Linked DNA regions of Mus musculus: regions 2 and 3 are each linked to region 1. The links are chromatin contacts, called in public ChIA-PET and HiChIP or PLAC-seq maps. All regions are on one chromosome and are shown on one strand. Each heading gives the region's core, a stretch centred on a gene start, on an enhancer-like site or on the middle of the called end of the contact. The rest is flanking DNA. Distances are from core to core; before and after follow the strand shown.

Region 1 (4,291 bases), core at 431-2,930:
TACCACCTTTGGTCTTGCCTCTGGCCTTATGGTAGGCAAGAGCCCAGGCTGAGACAGGGGGTTGTGGTGCACACCTATAATTCTAGCATTTGGGAGGCAGAGGGAAGCAGATCTCTGAGTTCAGGACTAACCAGGATTAAATAATAAAACCATCTAAAAAATTGTGTGTGTGTGTGTGTGTGTGTGTGTGTGTGTGTGTGTGTGTGTGTAGTTGTCCTAGACTGGGTTCTGATTTTTTTTTTTCCCTTGAGACAGGATCTCTCTGTGTAGCTCTGGCTGTCTTACACCTTGTGAGCCTGACTGGCCTTGAATTCCTAGTCAGTCGGCCTCCACCTCTGGAGTGCAGTGATTAAAGTCACGTGTCACTGCACTGAGCTCTGGGCTCTGACTTCAGGCGCAGTCCCCCTCCTGCTCTCTGAGGCCTATATTCTCCTTGTCATTTCCTGCTCTGCTCAGCCCACACCTCATCTGCAGAGGTTCCCTCTGCACCTTGGCCTAGCAACTTCCTCTGAGAGCCACCTGTATTCTCCTGGGGGTGGGAGGAGTAGTTATTTTGATTGATAGTCACTTTATGTGCGTGAATGTTTTTGCCTGCAAATCTGTGAGCCACATGCCTGTCTGGTTCCCTCAGAGGTACGAAGAGGTACCTGATTGCTTGGAAGTGGAGTCACGGGTGGTTGTGAGCCATCATGTGGGTGTTGGGAGCTGAACCTGGGTTCCCCAAGATAGCAGTAGTTTTAACCAATGAGCCATTTCTCCAGCCCTGTTTTTGTTTGTTGTTTTATTTTCTTTTGTTTTATTGCTTTTGAGGCGGGATCTTCTTGTGTGATCTTGGCTGGCCTTATCTTGCCATGTGGCCCGAGGCTAGCCTGCCTCTAACTCTCGGAATTTCTCCTGCCTCAGCTCAAGGGCTAGAATTACAAACAGGAGCGACCATACCTAGCAGGCAACCTGTGTTCTCTGGAAGTGAGACTGGGCGGTGTTGGTACTAGGAACCGCTGGCAGTATGAATCAAGGAGAGGACTCCTCTCCTGCCTGTCCTCTGGTCCTCAGCATTGGAAGCCCCAGGCCTGGCCCCAAAGTGACCACTGAGTGAGAGAATGAATGAATGAATGAATGAATGAATGAATGAATGAATGCTTCTTTCTCCAGCCTCACCATGAGGCACCAGCTCTCCAAGGGCTTCACCAATTCTGATGGTGTTTGGAAAAAGAACAAGAAACCTGAGACTTGAAGTCAGCAAGAATCTTTAGAAACAGTCCCTGTGCCTTCCCCCGGCTGTGTGGTCATCTAGGCCCTTGCTCTGCTCTGCATTCACCCCGGATCCCAGAACCCCGGCCTTCAGCGAGGCAGACCTGGGCACAGTGCCGAGAACCTGCCACCTCCTGGATGAGCTTCAGCAGGGACTCTCCAGAGGCTCCCACCCAGATCACGGCGCTGAAACTGCTCCCAGGGCCAGAGCCTGGAGAAAGGAGACACGGGTGTTAGGAGGGAGGTGGAACCCTTTGGATAGCGACCTTTGCTGGGGAACCCCAAAGAACCAGAAGAGATGGAGTCTGAGAGTCTGCAGATGAAGTTGGAGACTTCATCTGGGGAAAGCTGGGGTTACCTCAAGTTGTCCGATGCCCAGGACGTACCCAGTTGCAGATGATAAAAGGGGAAGTCTTGAAGGCTCGTGGAAAATGTGGGCAGCGCCAAGAGTGCTCCCGGGGGGCTATTCCACATCAGTGAGGGGTGACCTGATGCACCCCAGATCCGGTCCTGAATAATCTGTGGAAAGAGGATGTGGCTCACAGGGGGGAGTGGCTAGTGTGTGGGGTTCAGACAGCAGCTTGTGGATGGGACCTGAGGAAGGGCAGACCCTGAGAGGCGGGGCCTGAGGAGAGGCGGGGCCTAAAGAGAAGGATGTGGGCGGAGATGACTACTAGGGGCATTTAGCCCTGCACTTTCCCTTCAGGCTTCTAGAAGAGAGACTTGGGCACAGAGCCCTAATTGAGTAGCCAGAGACCAGAAGCGGTGACTTCCGGAGTGGGAATCAGGTGACAGTCATGGCTTTTCTTCTTTTCCTCATTCACACAGACAAAACTGTGGGGTCCTGCCATTCTCTCGGGCACAGCGGGTGAACCACCCCCCTCACCTCTAGGGTGGTATGGATAACTTTTTCCACCGAGGAGAAGTAAGCGGTCCACAGAAACTGGGTCTGCTGGCGCAGGGCGAGGACCCTCGAAGGGAGCATTTCACGGAGGGCAGCCAGGACCTGGAGGCACAGAGGGAGGGAAGAAGAGAGGAGACTCCCGTTAGGAGAAAGCCCGACCCAGAGCTCCGGAGTCTGGAAGCTTCTAGTGATGTGTACCCTGTGTTCAGGGTCACACAGCTGGTTTTAAGTGACACTGAGGTGACACATACCTGTAAATCCTAGCATGTAGGAGGCTGAGACAGGGGGATCTTAAGCTCAAGACCAGCTTGGGCTACATAGAGAATAAAACAAAACAGAAAAGGTAGGAGTGGGGCTGGAGAGATGGCTCAGCGGTTAAGAGCACTGACTGCTCTTCCGGAGGTCTTGAGTTCAAATCCCAGCAACCACATGATGGCTCACAACCACCTGTAACCAGATCTGTCTCTCTCTCTTCTGGAGTGTCTGAAGACAACTACAGTGTACTTATATATAATAAAATAAATCTTAAAAAGAAAAGAAAAGAAAAGAAAAGGTAGGAGTGGCTGGGGATGTGGCTCGGTTGACAAAGAGCCAACACAGCACAGGGTGGACAAAGCCCTGGGCTTGATCCCCAGCACCACCTCAACTGTCACCATTGACACGTGCCTGTAATCACAGCATTCAGGAGCTAGAGGCAGGAGGATAAGAAGTTCAAGATATTCTGGGCTGCATAGGGAGTTTGAGGTCAGCTTGGATGAGACCCTATCTAAAACACCAAGATGAAGAGGGGTTGACAGTAGCTGTTACAAAGCCTCCTGGCCTCAGTTTCTATGTCTGTGGAATGGGTGCATTAAACCATCTCCCTCACATGTGGTTGTAAAGACTCAACTAGAAATGTCCATTTGGTGGAGACTCTCTGAGAGTGTGTGTGTGTGTGTGTGTGCGCGTGCGTGCGCGCGCGCGTGCCCATGTTCCTGTGTCTGTTTCTTTTTGTGAGGATCCCAGGCTGGTCTCAAACTTGCTATGTAGTTGAAAATGACCTTGAACTCCTGATCTCCTGCCCCCCCCACCACACCCTAGTATTGGGATTGTAGGTGTGGCCCCCAGTTAAAGCATGGCCGTTGCTCTCTTTCCTGCCTCTCTCCACCCAGCTCCCCAGATTTCTCACAGCTGCTCACAGAGATGCTTCTGGCCTGGGCAACATTCATTTCATCAGATGGAAGAGACATGGCATCTTATCTGTTTACTTTCAGATGATCCCTAGAGATCTAACTTATCCCATTATACAGATGGGAAAACCAAGGAAGAAAGTGGTTCAGAACTTGCTCTCAGCACCCTCTAGAGCCTTCCCTTCAACTACATCTATGACTGCCCTAGAGGGAAGCAATAGGTATAAGAATGACTACTAGAAGGGGGCCGAGATCCTGGGGTCCCTCCCCTGACATTCCCCCCCCCCACCATGACACAGACCCTGAGCTACCTGCAGTGGGAGTCTCTCATCAGCAATGATGGCTGCCTTGGTCCAGTCGATGACTTCAGAGAAAGGCAGCTCCCAGCGGGGGCTGAGGAGCACGGGGATGCAGCCGGCCTGGGGGGCAGGGCAGTCATTGGGGAGCCCAGCGCTTGCACACATTCACCACCACCCCAGGCCACCATCAGCCCCCCTGTTAAGGGAAAGGACAAAGAGGAGTATTTGGGGGTACAGGGAACCCCCTTCCTATGTGCATGTGCCCAGAATCTCCTGCCAGTGCAAGGGCAGAGGTACTGAGGCTGGGGAATATCCAGATTGGGGTGTACCTGAAGGGCTTGGAGAAAGCAGGAGGTGGCAGATCGGTGACCAGGGATGAGGCAGAAGGTGGCATTGGGAAGGGTCTCTCCTGGGTAGGTCCTGAGAAGGTACAGGAAGGGAGCCTGAGACACCTGCCCCTCACCGTGCAGCTCCAGTGGCCCCTGCCACCTTACAGTGACATTCCCTCAATCACAAGAGGTTGCCCCTGCTGTGTCCTCAGACACACACACAGCCAGACATAACCAAGAGCAGTGACCTGGCCTCTCTGCTCCCTGCTCCTCCGTCTCTGCCCCTGGTGGCCCTTTTCTTCCCTGTACCTCAGTTCCCTCATCTGCAAAATGGGGGTA
Region 2 (4,151 bases), core at 1,528-4,027, 390 kb after region 1:
TAATACAGTGATTTGATTTTTGAAATTGATAGTAAGGACCTGTGACAACCAAACATTCATGAAAAGTAGATGAAGCTGTTTTTCAAATGTGGGACAAGTCAGGCAGTGACTCGGGAAGGTGGGAGAAAGAGGCCTGAGTCCTTGGCCAGGCCTCACCTGCTGATCGGACCCTGGTTGCAGCAAGAGGTGCAAGAGGGAGGAGGGAGGCTGGAGGGCAAAGGCACCAACCCTAAGCAAAGCCCTGAGACAGGAGGCAATGAAGACCCTTTGCATCCAAAGGGGGAACGAAGGAGGCCCAGGGACCCGGGCCAGAGGAACCAGAGGAACCCAGTCCTCACCCGCAGCCTTCTCAAGCTACGCCTGCATTTTGACTGAACTGCAAAAGCTTTTTCACACATCAGACACCATGCAAGGTTTTCGTTCCTTCGTAGTAAGCTCCCGGTCTCGAGAAATCCAAGAATTGTTGTGCAGAAAGCTAAAGCCCAAGGGTAAAGGAGAGCCCAGGTCCAGCCCGAGACCTGCACCGAGCACAAGCCCTCAGAGTGTTTGTTACCTTGAAAATGCTTCGTCCAGGCCGTCATCCAGCTCCTGGGAAACAAATGGAGAAGTAAGAACTCTGGGTGGGGTCGTGTCCCCAAGGGAGCTACAGGGACCCGGGACCTGTATGTGTGTGTGTGGTGGGGGGAGGGGGTGCCTATAGGAACTAGCACAGGCAGGCTTCCTTCATACCCAATCCATGGTCTCAAAACTGGGGCCTGGCCTGTGGACCATACATTTAATCCTAGTACTTGACAGATTTCTGAGTTTGAGGCCAAAGTTCAGAACAGCCAGGGCTATGTAGAGAGCCTCTGTCTCAAAAGTCAAAACAACCTGACAGAAAGAAAGGAAGGCAAGGCAAGGCAAGGCCAGGCCAGGCCAGGCCAGGCTGGAACCATGACAGTCACCAGGTGTCATTCCACAGTGACTCTTGGCCCAGAAGGCTAGCCAGGACCAAATGGAGCAAGGAATCCGCAGATGCTGGAGCAGGGTCCAATCGGTCCGTCAGTGCTGCTAGGATGCTAACATCTGCATTGTCTATGATGCACTGGGATAATACAGACTGAAACCGACTGAAACCCAAATGAAAACTGAAATTAAGAGCCATTCAGGTTCCTCTGGGAGATGCTGTGGAAGGCCAGTGTCCTCACTGAGGGAAAGAAAAAGCTGACACAGAGGTCAGGCGCAGGCCATGAGTCCTGAGAGCCAGCAGCAGGGCTGTGCCCTTAGACAGCTGAGAAGGGAAGATGCCAGGCACAAACCTGCCATGCCCAGAACAAGGGAGCCTTTGCTGCTCAGGGTGGGAAGGGCCACAGACTCCAAGTCAGAGTATTGTGAGGAGACGGCTGTGCTGGGGACCAGGCCTGTCAAGGACACAACCGTGGCTTCAGAGGGGACATTGTTCAGCCACTCCACCCAGAGCCTGGGTTCTTTGTGCTGGGTCTAGTCCGCCCAGAGGCCTCTAAGTCATGGTCTCAGGGCCTGGACCTGGGAACCACTCCATGCTCGTTCAGAGACCTGGCTAAAGCTCACTGGATCCCCAAACCATGCCCAGGCCACAGAGCTACTCACCCAGACGACGCTGTTGTTGCCCAAGACCTGAGGCCGTGGTGTCTCGTCCACGTTGTTGGTATTAGCGCTGACTGTAGATAACGGGGCCTTAGCCACCTCTTCCAAATCCAGCAGGTTCCCGGTAGCGACCACTAGGGGGAGTCAGTTGGGGACATTAGGAAGAAAGGAGGTACAGCCCCTCTGGCCTCTGCAAGCATTCTGGTACTCCTGCACTATACTGGTCCTGACTTGTTCTCGGACTCTGACCTTGTCCAGATGTAGGACCCTGATCACCTGGATCCCCACCCGGACCCAGTTCCACCTGGAGCTCCAGGGCAGTTGCTTGCTAGAGAGGACCTGTGGCCCCAGAGGGCAGACCTGGAACCTGCAAATTCCTAACAGGAACTGAATGCACAAAAGCACACCAAGTAGGCTGGGATGTCTACCGGGCTCTGAGGCAGACAGGAGCGCATATGCACTTGTGCGTATTCCTAGGGCACACCCAGGTACGCGCACGAGCAAGCACAGCAACCTCTTAGCTCCCGACAAGGCACTTGTGTTGCAGACTTTAACAGAACAGGAAACAGCAAGAGTCCAGGAGGGAAGGCCTGGGTAGAGGGCAAGCCTGGTGCCCAAGACTCACAGGTTTTCAGTGAGGGGGTGCTGTCCCGTCGGGTCCCTGGGACGTCTCCTCCTTCCTGGTTGGCTTTCTCCCTTTTCTCTTTCTCTGTGGGATCAAGGCATGAGCTGCTGAGCCCTTAAAGCAGACACCACCGTCTCCAATTAGCCACTGGGGAGGAGGCAGGCTGAGTATGCTCAGAGGCAGGCGGAGGTCGCCATCAAAGAGGAGCAACACCTTCCAGGGTTCCCTTAAACCCAAACACTCTAAAGGAGGGGGAAGACGGCCTTTGTCCAGATGGGGAAACTGAGGCTTAGAGAAGTAACAGGACCTGTTCAGAACCACAAACCCAGGACGAGATGAGGGTGGGGTCAGCCTGGGTCTGACGCCTGCCTGGAACCTGTCCCTTCCCACATCACTCACAGTGCCCGGGGGGGGAAGACTCACCTTCCTTGGACACCTGCCAAAACTCAAAGGCAACTTTGAAGGCTTGGGCTACAGTCAGGGTGACGGCTTGGGCCTGAAAAACAGGAAATGGGGGTGGGGATGGGTGCAGTGTCAGCCAGCAAAAGCAAGTATGAACTGGAGGGCTGAGGGGGTGCCCACCCCATGCCAAGCTCCGAAAGGCTGAGGGAAGGGGGCAGGGGCCTAGCTCTCTCATTTCCCACAAACAGCCTAGGGCATAATGAAGCCACAGCCTGGAGAGGCAGCTGAAACCTACTGAAGCACTTCCTGTCCAGTCCCTCCAACAATGGCTGCTCACCACCTGCCTCTTCAGGCATACCTAAACCAACTGTGAGGGCTACTTCTTCTGGGAAGTCCTCCTGGGTTATCTGAGGATTCCCTACACTCACAGAACTCTTGGACCAGGTAGCAGAAGACAGGAGGCGAAGAGCCTAACCATACTTGAATGAACTACTAATGAATAGTGGAAGTCCCACTATTCAGGGTTACAGGGCATTTGGGGGTGCCAGCCGCTGAAAACTGACACCCCCCCCCCCAGCAAAGTAGGAGGTAGCACAATCGAGATGCTGGCAAGGGTTAGGAACAAAAGCCATCTAGCACATGACCAGCCTATGAGCGGGTGCCTTGGCGCCACCTCTGTCACCAACACAGGGCTTTACAGACCTGCCCACCTCCCTCTGGAATCTGCTGGTGGAAGTGTCTCTATCTCATAGGCTTACATCCCAATGTGTATGTTTCCTACAATCGAGGAGAGAACCACAGCTCAGACAGAGCCCTCAAGTGACAGCGATGGTGTCTAAGGTCCTGATTGGGGCTACAGTCTCCTGTTAGCCCCATCCTGTGGTAACCGGCTCGGCGCTGGGAGTGCAGGGAAGGGCACCACACTCCTTCAATTGCAGAACAAGCTCAGTGTTGAGCAGCTTCCACCAGACAACTCGATTTAATTGAGAAATAAATTTGTGGCCACCGCCTTCAAAACTCTTTTAAAAAAAATTTTTTTGAACTCTCCAAACGGACTGATCTGCGCCAATTAAACCTCACAAAGTATAAAATCTCATTTGAATGTCTCCGTCATTTACATTTTTGAAGGAAGTACGGATGCTTTATGGTAAAACTTAAATATGGTAATTAAGTATGAAACTCTTCACAGCTGTTTACAATTTAAGCTGTCACGTCTGAATCGAGTTTAATAGACCCAGTTACCATTGAGAATTGCCCATGAACTAAAAATATGGGCTAATTACCAGCCCAAGTCAGAGCACTATACTCTGGAGCAAGGGCTGGTCACCCATGTGGCACGGCTACGGAAACGCCATTATGTCTACCTGCAGTAACCCGGGGACAGAGGTTTATGCTGTTTACATAAATCTGGTTCATTTGCCTTCCTGCCCCTCTGCCGGGTACAGTAAGTCGTAGTAAACATGTAACCGGAGCTGAAATGTGAAGCAATAAGGGCAGGTAGCTGCAGGGCTGGGCTGGG
Region 3 (4,095 bases), core at 236-2,735, 460 kb before region 1:
CAGAGGAATCTACCCCCAGCTCACCACCTGCGTTAGCCCCATTTCTTGGAACCCATGAACCTGCCCGTGAGCTGCCCCCAAATAAACCTGCCTTTTTACTCTCTATTTGGCTTGAATTAGCTTATCTCGTTGGTGGAGAAAAACCTATTAACTGTCTCAAAGCAAAAACAAACAAACAAACAAACAAACAAACAAAAATGGCCACGAAGAAGGAAGCATTTCCTGTCTTGTATAAACTGTATTTCATGAGAATAAAATACTTAGGACAAGTTCATTTTTATGGAAGAATTATCCAGGTAATGAGTGCAACGTGAGTAAGAAAAATCACCATTTGGCAATGCCTAACAACATAATGACTCATTAGTGGACGGCAAAGCCAATAGGGGAAAGGCCGACGGAGACTTCTATAAGGAAGAGATCAATAAGGCCTCAGATTAGTCAGCTAATAGAATATGTCAGCTAAAACATTACGCACTTCAGATTTGCTGTAATATTGGGTGTACCGAGCTGGAGATTCAGTTCAGATGTCACAGTGCTGCTTAGCACGCAGGAGGCCCTGGCTTCTATCCCTGGTACTGAATCAAATGGGAATGGTGGTGTTCACCTACAACCCCAGCCCTCAGCAGGTGGAGGCGAGAGGATCGGAATACAAGGTCATCCTCTCCTCTAAGGGGAGTCTGAGGCCAGGCTAGAATCCATCCAGCCTGTCTGGAAAACAAATGACAAACAGCACTTGAAGTGCAGATGACGGTGGCCGATGAAGTACTGTTGCCAAACACATTAAACCCCTCTAACCAAGTCTCTGGAAATGACTTTTCGTTTACTGGAAATCTAAGGCACAAGAGCAAGTTTAACTACACTTCTAGGAAACAACAAATTTTCTACAGTATGGCAACTCTGATGGGACAAATCCTCGGTGTTTCCACAAGTAAAGAGCACTGGGAACAAATAAAAAGTGAGATGGCTCAGCTGGTAGAGCAAGCTCGGGGAGCTGAGTTAGATTGATTGTTGGAGCTCTCGTGTAAAAGTGGGTGGGGAGGGCTGGGGAGAGGGCTCAGTGGTTAAGAGCACTTGGCTATGTGAGACCCTGAAATATTGCTAGCACTAATGATACTTTTTAAAATAAAAGAGGAGACAAGTAGGAGGTTGGGAAAATCTTTTGATTTTTCTTTTTGCAGACCTGTAGAGATTTTAGTCCCAAAAGGGGAAAAAATTTTGCAAAAATGTTCATACTTATTGAAGGTGAGAGGCAAATGATTAAGTTTTCTTTAATGTGATGGGATGTTGACATTTTTCTCTCCCAGCACGGGGTACTGAGCTGAGGGCCTCAAGCACTCTAGATTAGTTACATCTTATTCCCATGGCCGAGGAACTAGCAAAAAGCAATTTAATGGCGAGCGAGCGTCTGCTGGCTCATGGTTCACAAGATGCTGATTGAAGGGTACAGCCAGCCGGAAGAGCTCTGGGCAGCTAGCTGGTTGCACAGTGTCTGCAGTGAGGAAGTGGTGGACAGAGGAGGAAGGAGGGAGGAAGGAGGAGAGGGACGTGGGGGTAGAGATGTGGGGGGTTTCTGGTGGTGGGGGGAGTGGTGTGGGGAGGTGGGGTTTGTGGGTGGAATGGGTAGGGGATGGGGTGGGGGAATAGGTGGCATAGCAAGTGACAATGGGGGTGACATAGGTGGGGGGATGGGGAGTGGTGGGGAGAGATGATGCTGGTAGCATTTTATCTTCTCTTTTCCTTTGTGTCACTACATCAAAGAGGGTCTTCCCTCCTAAGTGAAAGGTCTCTGGAAATGCCCGCATAAACACACCCATGGGTGGGTCTCCTAGGAGATTCTAAAGCCAGTCAAATTGACAGTGAAGACCTGTGACAGCAGAGGAGCACACTGCCCTCTGAGCTGGACAGCCTCTTCTTAGTTTAAGACAGGGTTCTACTGAGATGCCAAGGCTGACCTCCGAACTCATTCTGTGCCCAGGCTGGACTTGGGTTTGCAACCCTCTTGTCTCAACACCTGAGGTGCTGGGATTACAGGCTGAGGACACCAGACATTTTCTACAGGAAAAAAGGTTTTTAAAACTAAATGTAGGCCGGGCAGTGGTGGCGCACACCTTTAATCCCACCACTTGGGAGGCAGAGGCAGGCGGATTTCTGAGTTCGAGGCCAGCCTGGTCTACAGAGTGAGTTCCAGGACAGCCAGGGAAACCCTGTCTCAAAAAACCAAAACCAACCAACTAACCAACCAACCAACCAACCAAACAAACAAAAAAACAAACTAAAAGTTGGAAGTTGGCCTGGAGAGATGGCTCCGTGGTTAAGAGCACTGACTGCTCTTCCAGAGGTCCTGAGTTCAATTCTCAGCAACCACATGATGGCTCACAACTACTTGTAATGGGATCTGATGCCCTCTTCTGGTGTGTCTGAAGACAGCGACAGTGTACCCACATACATGAAATAAATAAATCTTTAAAAAGAAAACGTATAAAAATAAAAAAAAAAAAATTAAGGGGCTGGAGAGATGGCTCGGCGGTTAAGAACACTGACTGCTGCTCTTCCAGAGGTCCTGAGTTCAATTCACAGCAACCACAAGGTGTCTCACAATCATCTGTAATGGGATCTGATGCCCTCTTCTGGTGCACCTGAAGACATGACATTGTACTCATATACTTTTTTTTTTTTTTTTTTTTTGGTTTTCGAGACAGGGTTTTTTTCTCTGTGTAGCCCTGGCTGTCCTGGAACTCACTCTGTAGACCAGGCTGGCCTCCAACTCAGAAATCTGCCTGCCTCTGCAGCACTCCCAAGTGCTGGGATTAAAGGCATGCCACCACTCCAGGCGTACTCATATACTTTAATTAAATAAAATCTTTAAAAAAAAAAGTTAAAACAAAAAAACAAAAGAACAAACTAAAAGTCAAAAGTCAGTAAGAAATTGGAACAAGGGCCGAGAGAGGGCTCGGCGGTTAAGAGTAGCTACTGCTCCTACAGAGGATCTGAAAGTTTGGTTCCTGGCACCACATCAGGCAGTTTATAACTACTGCCTGTCACCCCAGTTCCAGGGAGATTGACACCTCTGGGCTCCTTGGGCACCCACACTCGTGTACACAGACCCATAACAAAAATGGAAAAGAATTTTAAAAATAAGAAAGGAAATTAGAAGCCTGGCAGTGTTGGCCCACACCTTTGATCCCAGCACTCAGGAGGCAGAGGCAGGTAGGTGCATCTCTGTGAGTTGGAGGCCAGCCTCGTCTACAGAGTGAGTTACAGGATAGCTAAGGCAACACAGAGAGATCCTGTCTTTAAGAATAAAATGAAGTTACAAGAAGACACAGATTAAGAAACAGAGAAGTTCTGCATTTTTGCAATGGAAGCAAAGAGGGCAGGAAGAGTCCCCCCTGACCACAAAACTGAGAACCGGCAAAGCAGCAAGCTTCTCTGGGTTTCTCTTTTGTGTGTATTTGGTGGCTTGGGGGGGGGGGGGGGCTGGGCGAGGACAGATCCGTTGCTATACCAACACAGATGACTTTGAACTCCTGGTCCTCCTGCTTCTGTCTCCCAGGTACTAGGATTACAAACATGAACCACAATGCTTGGCTCCAGCAGTTATTTTTCTCTTCTTCTTCTAAAAATAATTAAATGTATTTATTATTTATGCATATGCATGGGTGTGTGTGTAGAAGTTTGCGTGCAGATGAGTGGGTGTGCTTAGGAGTGTGTATGTGGTGGTTCACAACTGTCTGTAACTCTCATTTCAGAGCATTTGACACCCTTTCCTGACCTCCACAGGCACGTGGCATGCACACAATACAATTACATGCATGCAGGCAAACATTCATACACACTAAAAGAAAAAAAATAAATTTTTAGAGAAAGAGTACAAAGTTCACATGCCTAAATAAACCGGTCCGGTTTCCTCCCCTAATAACCCATCTAAGCTCAAATGCACAGACAAGAGGCAAAAGCCTGCACGGGAGGCTGAGGGGTTTGCAGGGCTGGCATTACCCAGGGCATCTTGCAGCAGACAGATGCTCAGAATCCTAAGACTTCCTCCACGTCCCAAGTTGCCAGAGCAGTTCTAGAATGCCCTGCTTAGTCTCCCCT

What was found. ChIA-PET counts read pairs in DNA pulled down with a chosen protein or histone mark. HiChIP or PLAC-seq counts read pairs in DNA pulled down with a chosen protein or histone mark.
Region 2: an RNA polymerase II ChIA-PET map of memory CD8 T cells shows a contact between it and region 1, with 8 read pairs. The contact joins two enhancer-like sites. A contact is called at or near these places in 3 of 39 promoter capture datasets (hippocampal neurons and liver) and 2 of 115 datasets of contacts at active chromatin or transcription factors (bone marrow-derived macrophages and memory CD8 T cells).
Region 3: a contact with region 1 is called in an H3K4me3 HiChIP or PLAC-seq map of bone marrow-derived macrophages, with 4 times the contacts expected there. The contact joins two enhancer-like sites. A contact is called at or near these places in 2 of 115 datasets of contacts at active chromatin or transcription factors (bone marrow-derived macrophages and embryonic stem cells).

The regions. Positions count from the first base shown.
Region 1 is chr4:134,360,946-134,365,236 of GRCm38.p6, forward strand. It overlaps Extl1 (exostosin-like glycosyltransferase 1), which reads right to left. Exons shown (of 11, transcript NM_019578.2): 2 at 3,953-4,043; 3 at 3,636-3,743; 4 at 2,138-2,257; 5 at 1,638-1,770; 6 at 1,356-1,462. Among named protein-coding and RNA genes, the nearest start is that of Extl1, 9.5 kb to the right of the region's middle. Within about 2 kb of position 1,681, at least 115 of the 459 cell types and tissues checked have an H3K27ac peak or open chromatin away from gene starts, as enhancers often do. A contact at or near this core is called in bone marrow-derived macrophages and memory CD8 T cells, where this site is marked.
Region 2 is chr4:134,747,729-134,751,879 of GRCm38.p6, forward strand. Ldlrap1 (low density lipoprotein receptor adaptor protein 1) reads right to left here. Exons shown (of 9, transcript NM_145554.2): 5 at 2,654-2,726; 6 at 2,231-2,314; 7 at 1,609-1,739; 8 at 554-588. Among named protein-coding and RNA genes, the nearest start is that of Ldlrap1, 18 kb to the right of the region's middle. Within about 2 kb of position 2,778, at least 104 of the 459 cell types and tissues checked have an H3K27ac peak or open chromatin away from gene starts, as enhancers often do. A contact at or near this core is called in bone marrow-derived macrophages and memory CD8 T cells, where this site is marked.
Region 3 is chr4:133,903,901-133,907,995 of GRCm38.p6, forward strand. No RefSeq gene overlaps it. Among named protein-coding and RNA genes, the nearest start is that of Rps6ka1, 18 kb to the left of the region's middle. Within about 2 kb of position 1,486, at least 31 of the 459 cell types and tissues checked have an H3K27ac peak or open chromatin away from gene starts, as enhancers often do. A contact at or near this core is called in bone marrow-derived macrophages, where this site is marked.